Regions from separate parts of the Hordeum vulgare genome. Here region 2 is linked to region 1. The links are chromatin contacts, called in public Hi-C maps. All regions are on one chromosome and are shown on one strand. The core of a region is the stretch at or near the end of the contact, and the rest is flanking DNA. Distances in the headings are between cores, read along the strand shown. Region 1 holds the start of LOC123444122 (glutamate synthase 1 [NADH], chloroplastic). Region 2 holds the start of LOC123444123 (splicing factor SF3a60 homolog).

What was found. Hi-C and Micro-C count contacts between places; a contact is called where the count stands out from the background.
Region 2: a Hi-C map of leaf shows a contact between it and region 1, with 3 times the contacts expected there. The contact joins the promoter of LOC123444123 here to the promoter of LOC123444122 in region 1. A contact is called at or near these places in 3 of 6 Hi-C or Micro-C datasets (leaf and seedling).

The regions. Positions count from the first base shown.
Region 1 is chr3H:434,846,517-434,850,724 of MorexV3_pseudomolecules_assembly, forward strand. LOC123444122 (glutamate synthase 1 [NADH], chloroplastic) reads right to left here and starts at 2,010. Exons shown (of 23, transcript XM_045120737.1): 1 at 1,768-2,010; 2 at 822-1,185; 3 at 611-730; 4 at 416-529; 5 at 173-325; 6 at 1-98. The coding sequence starts at 1,157.
Region 2 is chr3H:435,391,650-435,395,857 of MorexV3_pseudomolecules_assembly, forward strand. It overlaps LOC123444123 (splicing factor SF3a60 homolog), which reads left to right and starts at 2,011. Exons shown (of 12, transcript XM_045120741.1): 1 at 2,011-2,391; 2 at 2,914-3,024; 3 at 3,512-3,616. The coding sequence starts at 2,218.

The sequences.
Region 1 (4,208 bases), core at 760-3,259:
GAAGATAGAGAGCACATGTAGAAATCTCTCTCTCCTCCACGCTTAAGATTCAGCGCGGCTCGAATAGACACAATTGAGAGCCTCCTCAGGATAAACAACTGTGATAATTGATGTGTTAGTTAAGAGGAAAGCTCATTACATGTGTTTAGAGAAAATTAAACGCATGGAGGACCTGCTGTTCGAAGTCAGCCTTGGATTTTGAACTCTTGGTGAGGAAAACCTGCTCAATCGCTGGTTCAGTGTCGAGCGCAGATTGGCCCAAGTCTGAATTGTCAGTGGGAACCTGGCGCCATCCAAGTATGGAATGTCCTAGCGACTCCGCAACCTGCATTAATAAAAACAATTCAAGACATGAGCTTATAATCGCAGACTCGCCTCACACGCTCTCTAATTGTCTATACAGCAACCCACCAACCTTTGTAAACTCAGTTTTGCTCCTCTCGCGGCGCTTCTCATCGGTTGGCAGGAAGACCATTCCAACAGCATACTCACCCGGTGGTGGTAACTCAAATCCGGCATCCTTTGTCACCTGAGGAAATAGCATAGCAACACCCAAGATGAATAACTCTGTAAGGTAAACTGAGTTTGCTTGCAATTATCGTTGATTCACCTCACGGAAGAAGTTGTGTGGTAGAGCAACGAGAATGCCGGCACCATCACCAGTGTTTTTCTCACAGCCGCATGCACCACGGTGGGCCATTCTCTCGAGCATCTGAATGGCATCGACGACCTGTAAAGTAAATCACAGCAAAATCAATATCTCAACGTGGTAGATATAAAAGAGAGAAACTGCGGCGGTGTCCTTGGTGCAAAGAACTCACGGTCGCCCGGTTGTCAACGCCCGACAGCTCGGCGACGAAGCCAACGCCGCACGAGTCGCGCTCGAACGCCGGGTCGTATAGCCCAATGCTGCTCTCGGGTAGCAGGGACAAGGGCCTGATCGATTCGGCGTCGCGCGCCGCGGCCCGAGGCGGGCGTGGCGCAACGCGTTCCTCGGTGCGCTGCGGGCCGCCGAGGAACCCGCCCTCAAGGGACATGGCGCCGTGCGCCTGCCTCGCGGAGCGGCCCGGCGCGGCCGCCGAGTGGCTGCGCCGTGCCCTGCGACCGGCGCCCGGCGGCGCCGCGTGCTTCAAACCAATCCCCTGCGCCGTCGGCATGGCTGCACCCCACGCCTCAGTCTATCACCTGTCATGCAACAATCAACCATGCGACGAGCATTAGACGGCGCGCATAAAACCAATCTCCTACTGCAGGCGAGCACAAAAAAGTAGTAGAAATACATGGCGAACAAAGGAATCAATATAAATACTTAAAAACAAGAGCAACAGAAAGCTCGAAGTTGTCCCCTTCCCCACATGTCACGACCAAAAGCAAGGAGAAACAAACAGCCTGCCCACGCTGGCTGCGATGGAACAGAGATGGAAAAACAATCACCAGACCAAACGCCTCAGCGACGGGGCCGGCCAGAGACGAACAGATCTACCAACCCCCCCGCACGGCGCCGCCGCCGCCTGCTGGACAGGGGAGGAAGGAAGATTCAGAGACCGCACGCACGCACGCGCGCCCGGGGGCGCAGAATCGAAACACCAACAGCAGATCGAATAAAAATAAGGGGAAACGGCCACCTACTACGCACGCACGCCCGCGCGGACAGAGCCAAACCAGTTGCTCTCTCTCTCTATGCGTCCATGTATCTATCTACCCATCTATCCACCTACGGATTCTCGTCCTGGCAAAAGCTGGGAGGGGCGCAGGACGGACGGGTACCTCTCGGTCTTATAGCGCTCTCAGCCGCCTGGGCAGGCCTGGGGACGATGATGGGACCGATGCGCGATCTCGCAAGTGTCGCCGCCTGACCCCGCGGGTCTCGTGTCCCTCGCCGGGCGGCCGACCGGCGGCTAGCGACGGGGAAGGGCTGGCGGAGGGCGTGCGAACGTACGTGCGTGCAGATTGGAAGCGCGCCGCCTCCGTCGCCTCTCTCTCTCTCTATCCCTCCCTGACCTCTCCTCGGAGTATTGGGGCGTTTAAGGCGATGCTTGGCCCTGCATTTATAGAGGCGGAGCTCGCTCGCCGTGCCTGCCAACCCCTCGCCTCGTCCCCACACACCCACTATATTTCCGCCCCCTGTGTGGCTCCCTCCTCCAAATCTCCTTTTAGCAATTCTTTTTTTTTTTCTCTCTTGCTCCTATATTACAGGTCGTTGCCAACCGACGGTATCTTCCCCATTTGCGTATCCGCCCCCATGGAGAAGAGGAATTCCATGTCACGTGTAGCCTACAGCTTCTCGTGAGCCCATCGTGTGACTCCCTTGATCTCCGAGGACCCGTGAGGAAGAATCTCTTTTGGGGCAGGCACCGATTTTTTTAAATAAAACCGGAAAGGGGTTGGAGTTGGTTCGTGTTTCCTAGTCCCCGTTGGCGCTGCTCCAGTCCAAGCGAGGCCCGCCGGCCAGATCAGCCGCGACCGCGACCCACGACGGGCGGGCGAGCGGGAGCCGCCCGTGGCGCGTGGGGGCCACGTCCGGCCTCTGATCGGACGGCCCGGGCCGCGGCCGCTGCAGCCGCTCACGCGGAGAGCCACAGCCGCTTTGGCGGTTAGTAGTGCGTACTACCTGGTTTCCTTCTTGTATTTATCTACTGCCTTTATCTGGTAGGTAAATCAATCTCTGGTTGATGCGTGGATTTTGGGTTTGAATTTCCAATCCCACCACCGTAGAAGCAAAATCCAGATCCGGTTGCCTCGATTATTATTTTTATGACGCTGCCGGTCGTCTCGATTTGATTGGTCCGATGCCACCACGCCTACCTCGTCGAGGGGCGGCCTTGCGAAGCAGAGTGGGCCCACGTGTCGGCCGAGGTAGGCGCTTTCTGGGGAAAGCTTCTTCTGCACGTGTCCATTGACACCGTGGATTCCCTGCAATGCTATACGTGCACATCATTTTTTTTCTAAGGCCGGTTTTTTCGAGAGCAACTCCGACGGAACGGTTTATTTGTCCGTTTTTTGTCCGTTTGAATCGGTTCGGCGGATAAGAACACTCGCTTTTGCGTTTGAGTCGACGCACGCGTCGACGCTGGCCCGATCCATTTTGACGATGCGTGAAAAAAAAATGTGCAAACATTTTTGAAAGTAAAATTAAATTTTAAAGCCGGTCACGAAGGTCGGCGAGAGTCCAATGCTGGAGGTAGGCAGCCTCCTGCTGCGTTGTCGCGCCAACCAGATGGACGGCGCGCTCACCCGCTCGCGGAGGCAGCCGGTCTACTGGTAGACCTCCGGCTGCAACTCAGTCTTCGACGGAAGGGGCACGACGCAGTCGCCTGCGGCGGATAGCGTGATGGCCTCCGCGAGCTGCGCCTCATACGCCGCATCATCCTCCTCGTCCTTACACCGCTCTTCTTCCTCACTCTCGCGGAGAACGGCTGCCAGCACCGTCTGGTAGGCGGCCTTCGCCTCCTGGTCCTCGTGCGAATGACGAACGGGGGCGGCGCAGGGCCTGGCTGCACGTCGCACACGCCGCGTCGGTGCTGCTCCTCGTGCTCGAGCGCGAACCATACCTCCTAGTCGGGAGAGTCGGTCGCGTAAATGGGGTTGAGTCGCTGCTCCGGCGTCAGCTGCCGTTGCCGGCGACTCACCTCCTCCGCGTGCGCCCATGCCGACCGCGGTACAGCCAACATCGGGATCCTCTTCGAATCCAGATGCCTGTCGTGGGGAAGGGTCACGTCTGGGTATGGCGGGCGGGATGCGGTGCTCCCAGTGCCACTGTGCTTGGTGCACCAGGACGCTGATACGATGGCGAGGCCGGCGGCAAGACGCCGACAGGGGGAGCGCGGGGGGATGGACGGCGGGGGGCTTGCCCCTATTTTGGGCGGAGAAGCCGACCATGGGTGCTGGCTAGGATTTGGTCGCCCACGAGGGAGCAGAGAGGTGGCGAGATGGGGACGGGGGTCTGGAAACAGATGAGGCCGAACCCCACCGCACGCTCGGATTAAAAAAGGCTGACCGCGATCGCTGACGTGTGAGCCCGTGGAGGGCGACCGTCATTAATTATGTTGACCGCGGGTAGTTGGGGCGGCCATCGAGAGGGCACACGCGCGTCCGCACCGACGCATTTCAGCCCTGAATTTGGGCAGGAAATGGGTCGACGCGGACGCAAAGCGGACGCATTTTGGCAATGAATCTGTGCATTGGGCCATCACCTTCGTCCGCGCGAA
Region 2 (4,208 bases), core at 761-3,260, 550 kb after region 1:
ATAGTTGGGCATTTTTTAAACGAATAAAAAATAAAACATTTTTTAAAGAATAAAATAAAACCCTTTTTACAAGAGAATAAAATAAACCCCTTTTACCAGTAAAATGAGACTCTAGTTTTGAAATAAAACAAAAGGAAAAAAATAAAGGAAACCCACGGGGTTGCCTCCATATTTAATAAAAGTTTTTTTTAAAGACTAACCTTATTTTTAAATAGGGGTTAAAACGGAAACTTTAGCAAAACCACAAAAATGAAACAAGAGGGGAGAGAAGGGGAGTTACTAACGCACTTGAAGCACACACACTCAAAACACCACACACATCAGATGATGCAAGATGCCATGCATGATGCGACGATGCAAACTAAATGATGATGCAACAAATAAAAATAATCACACGACGGAAACGGAAATAAAGGGGGAATCTTCTGGGGCGTCGGCATCAGGCTGTCACACTTGTGCAACCAAGACAATAGAATAATGTTGGACTCAGTATATTTATGTTATTGTATCCTAAAATTCGCATCACATCAAGTTGTATCTTATAATTCGCTGCAAGTTGTATGTTAATTTCAGCAAGTTGTATCTTAATTTGAACATGTTAATTTTTTTCGCCTCGCTTTTCCGTCATTCTTTTCACAGTAAGGTGACAAGATTACATACCATACGCTCGCAACCTTTTAACCAGTGCACCCACTAATCGCCCCGCTCTATAGCTTCAAATAAAAGTATATATTTAAACTGGACCGCGTTCATAATGCATGAACATCGATGATGTGTGTTTAAATATTAAACAGTAAACATCCGCCGACCATTCTGTCAACTGGCTAACACACCATGTTTTAGGGGAAGCCACTTGTATCTTAATGTACTAAATTCACTCAGATCAGCCCCCATCTCATTTGTTTGAAGAGTATTAGGACCGTAGTGAAAACCTAACTTCACTGCATCAAACATCTCTGTTGACCTAAAAAATATTCAACATGGACAAATTTTAACAGAAGGACAAACCTAAATTATTTTCGGATCAACTAAAAATTCGCAGACCTAAATATATTTCCCAAAGCTACAGGAGCACCTAAAAATATTCAAACACCTTAATTCACAGATCTAAATATATCCAAATCTATGGAAGCACCTAAAAATATTTAAACACAATAATTCACAAACCTAAATATATTACACAAAGCTACGGGAACGGACGTTGAATCTCATCCTTGAAGTGTGCGAAGAAACAACGAACGACAATACTGAGAGAAGAACGACGAACGCAGCAGCCTCGACCACCTCCACCTCCACCACCACCTCCACCTCAACCTCCACCTCAACCACCTCCACCTCAACCACCTCCAGTACCACCACCAAAATGGTCAACACCATCACCACGAACTACCCCATCGCGAGATTGACGGTTCCTTTGACTCTCCTAACCATCTAGAATTCAACTACGATGGAAAATGAGGAAGAAATCAACTCACATTTTGTGTGTAAATCATAGTGTTTCCGGGTAGAGAGAGAAGCAAAGAGGAGGAGAGAAAACAAAGGAATGAAGGAGGAAGAAGGGGGGAGCGGGGCGACAGAGGCCTACCCGCCTCCTGTCGTCTTGGTGAGGCCGATTGGCCTTGTCGGCCACTAGTAGGCCGACTGCCTAGCCACCAGGCTGAATGGCCGGTCGTGAAATGGCCGAGCCAATCATCGGCTCCCATGTGGCTGATTAGCCACTAATCGGCTACGCCGTGGCTGACTAGATCCTTTTGTCCAGAGCAACGGCCAAGGCCGTATATTTTTGCAATTTTTTGAAATTGCATATCATTTGTGTAATTAAATAAAAATGCATTATTTTAAAAAATTAGCGATAATGTGGACCAATGAACGGGTGAACTCGTTTTTTTTAGAGAAACGCAGGAAACACAGGGAGTTAGCTGATGGGCCGGCCCAGCACGCGGGCAGCACGACAGCCAAAAAAAAACCGAGCGAGGGGTCGTCCCCTCTCGCTACCAGCGAGAAATAGACGAACCCGAGATTTCCTCTCCGGTCGTCCTCCCGACAAGTCCGTCCCGGGCCGCGAAATCTCAAAACCCTAGCCACGACGCGCTCCCCTCCCGACCTCCCTCGCCGTTCCCAGACTCTGCCGCGCAGCGTGACCCCCCGGGCTCTGTTGGTACCACACGGGGTACCAGCAGAGGAGAGGACTAGGGTGCCCTAGCTGAAGCGGCCGCCATGGCGTCGTCTGTGCTGGAGGCCACGCGGGCGGCGCACGAGGACCTCGAGCGGTTGGAGCGCCTGGCGGTGCGCGAGCTTCAGCGCGAACCCGCCAACGCGCGCGACCGCCTCTTCCAGTCCCACCGCGTCCGTCACATGCTCGATCTCGTCGTCTCCACTTCCGACAAGCTGGTACGCCTCTCCTCCTCCTCCGCCTGTCTCTCTAGGGTTTCGCGCCTGATGTAGTGTCTGTAGCTTTCGTGTAGTGCTTGTCTGCCGTGGCCAGAGCTTGGCCGCGTTGCATCTATGCTTTCTGTCGGTTAGGATTGGTTTTGTTCCATGTCACTTGCGATATCTTGAATTGAGGTGCCTAGGGTTGCCTGTGTGTTAGCTCCACCTGTTATGGTTTGGCGTTGGTCGACCCGTGCTAATTCTGGGGAATCCCGAACTCGAGCTAGATAAATTGATTTTTCGGCTTTATATTTTTTATACTCCCTCCGTTCACTATTATAAGTCGTTTCAGACAACTGAAATTGAGCTATTTTGCACGCTGTCTGTAGTATAGGATATATATATATGGGCAAGCGTAGATAAAATCACTGGATTATCTTTTGACTTTTATTTTCGTGCTGTTATTTCCCCGTTTTTGTTGTTCTAGGAATCGTCTGTTTTTCTTTCTAAGGAGATTTTGGCTAATACGACTTTCTTAATCAGGTGGAAATCTATGAAGACAAGGACGGTGCTAGGAAGGATGAGATGTCCACCCATCTTACCGCGCCGGTGCAAATTGACATCTTCCCCAAGTACTATGAAAGGCTGAAAGAGGTAAATAATCAACTTTAGCCCGTCTGACTCTGACCAAGAATCACTTGAGCACTCCATGGAACCAGACAGTTGAAATTGGCAAAAAGCTAGACAGACGGTGGATGCTGCAGTTCATGCACTGACAAAAACATTCCATACTATTGTTGTTTAGTTGGTAGTTCTTTCTAATAATTTGATCCTGGACTATCCCACCAAAATTTGGATGGTAGGAAACCAAATTATTCAGTGACTTTCTAGATTTTCTTAACGACATAAAAAAGCCAAATAATAAGATTAGAGCATGTTTTATAGCATCCTACTTGGAAATTACACTACTTACGTACTGGTTAATTTTCTGGTTATGTTATCCTGCACATCATCTCAACCATGACCCTCTGGTCGACACACGTGATGCAGATCAGAACTGGGTGTTATTGGAAAACTTGAGCTTATACTATTTCTTGAGTGGTGATTATTCTTTCATTTACAGTTTGTTGCATGCCTGCAGATTCGTGATTACCATAGAAGGAATCAATCTGCCCGCTTCGTCAGTGAAAGTGATGATTATGAGGAGCTACTAAAGGAGGAACCGACTATTGAATTCACTGGCGAGGTACTGTCCCGTATAATTTTCACTTAAGTAACCCTGCTTGAGATGATTTGTGCAATTGTTTAATCCTAAGCCATGTTGTGGTTTATCTGATTTTCTTTACCTGCGTACAGTTTTCTTGAGTTCTTTACTTGCATACAGTTATCTTGACTATCTACAGATATGCTAGTTTTTTGTAGTATATACATAGCTATGTTTATATATTCCTTTTTTGAGAAGTGAAATTCATGGCAACCTCATCTAGACGCCTTTATCTAAATTGTCTAGTACTGCTTTGCGCTGCCATACTTCGCTGATTACAATAACTGCCAAAATTGGTGTAAATCATCAATAAAGTCTGTCTGCTAGGAACTACTTAGCTGATTATATTAAGTGCCAAAGTTAAGGTAAATCATCAATAAAGTATGCCTGCTAAGAACATTGTAGTGTCCAGTAGCACCCTTGTTTTCCTTTTTACTGCAGCAGTCTTGAACTCGAGGATATCTCTATTGTGATACGTGTATTTTAATTTCTGCAGGGTTATTTGATTCCTCTTGTAGGATCACGGTGCTATGCATGGTAAGATTTAGGTTAATGACAAGATACTAGATGGAGC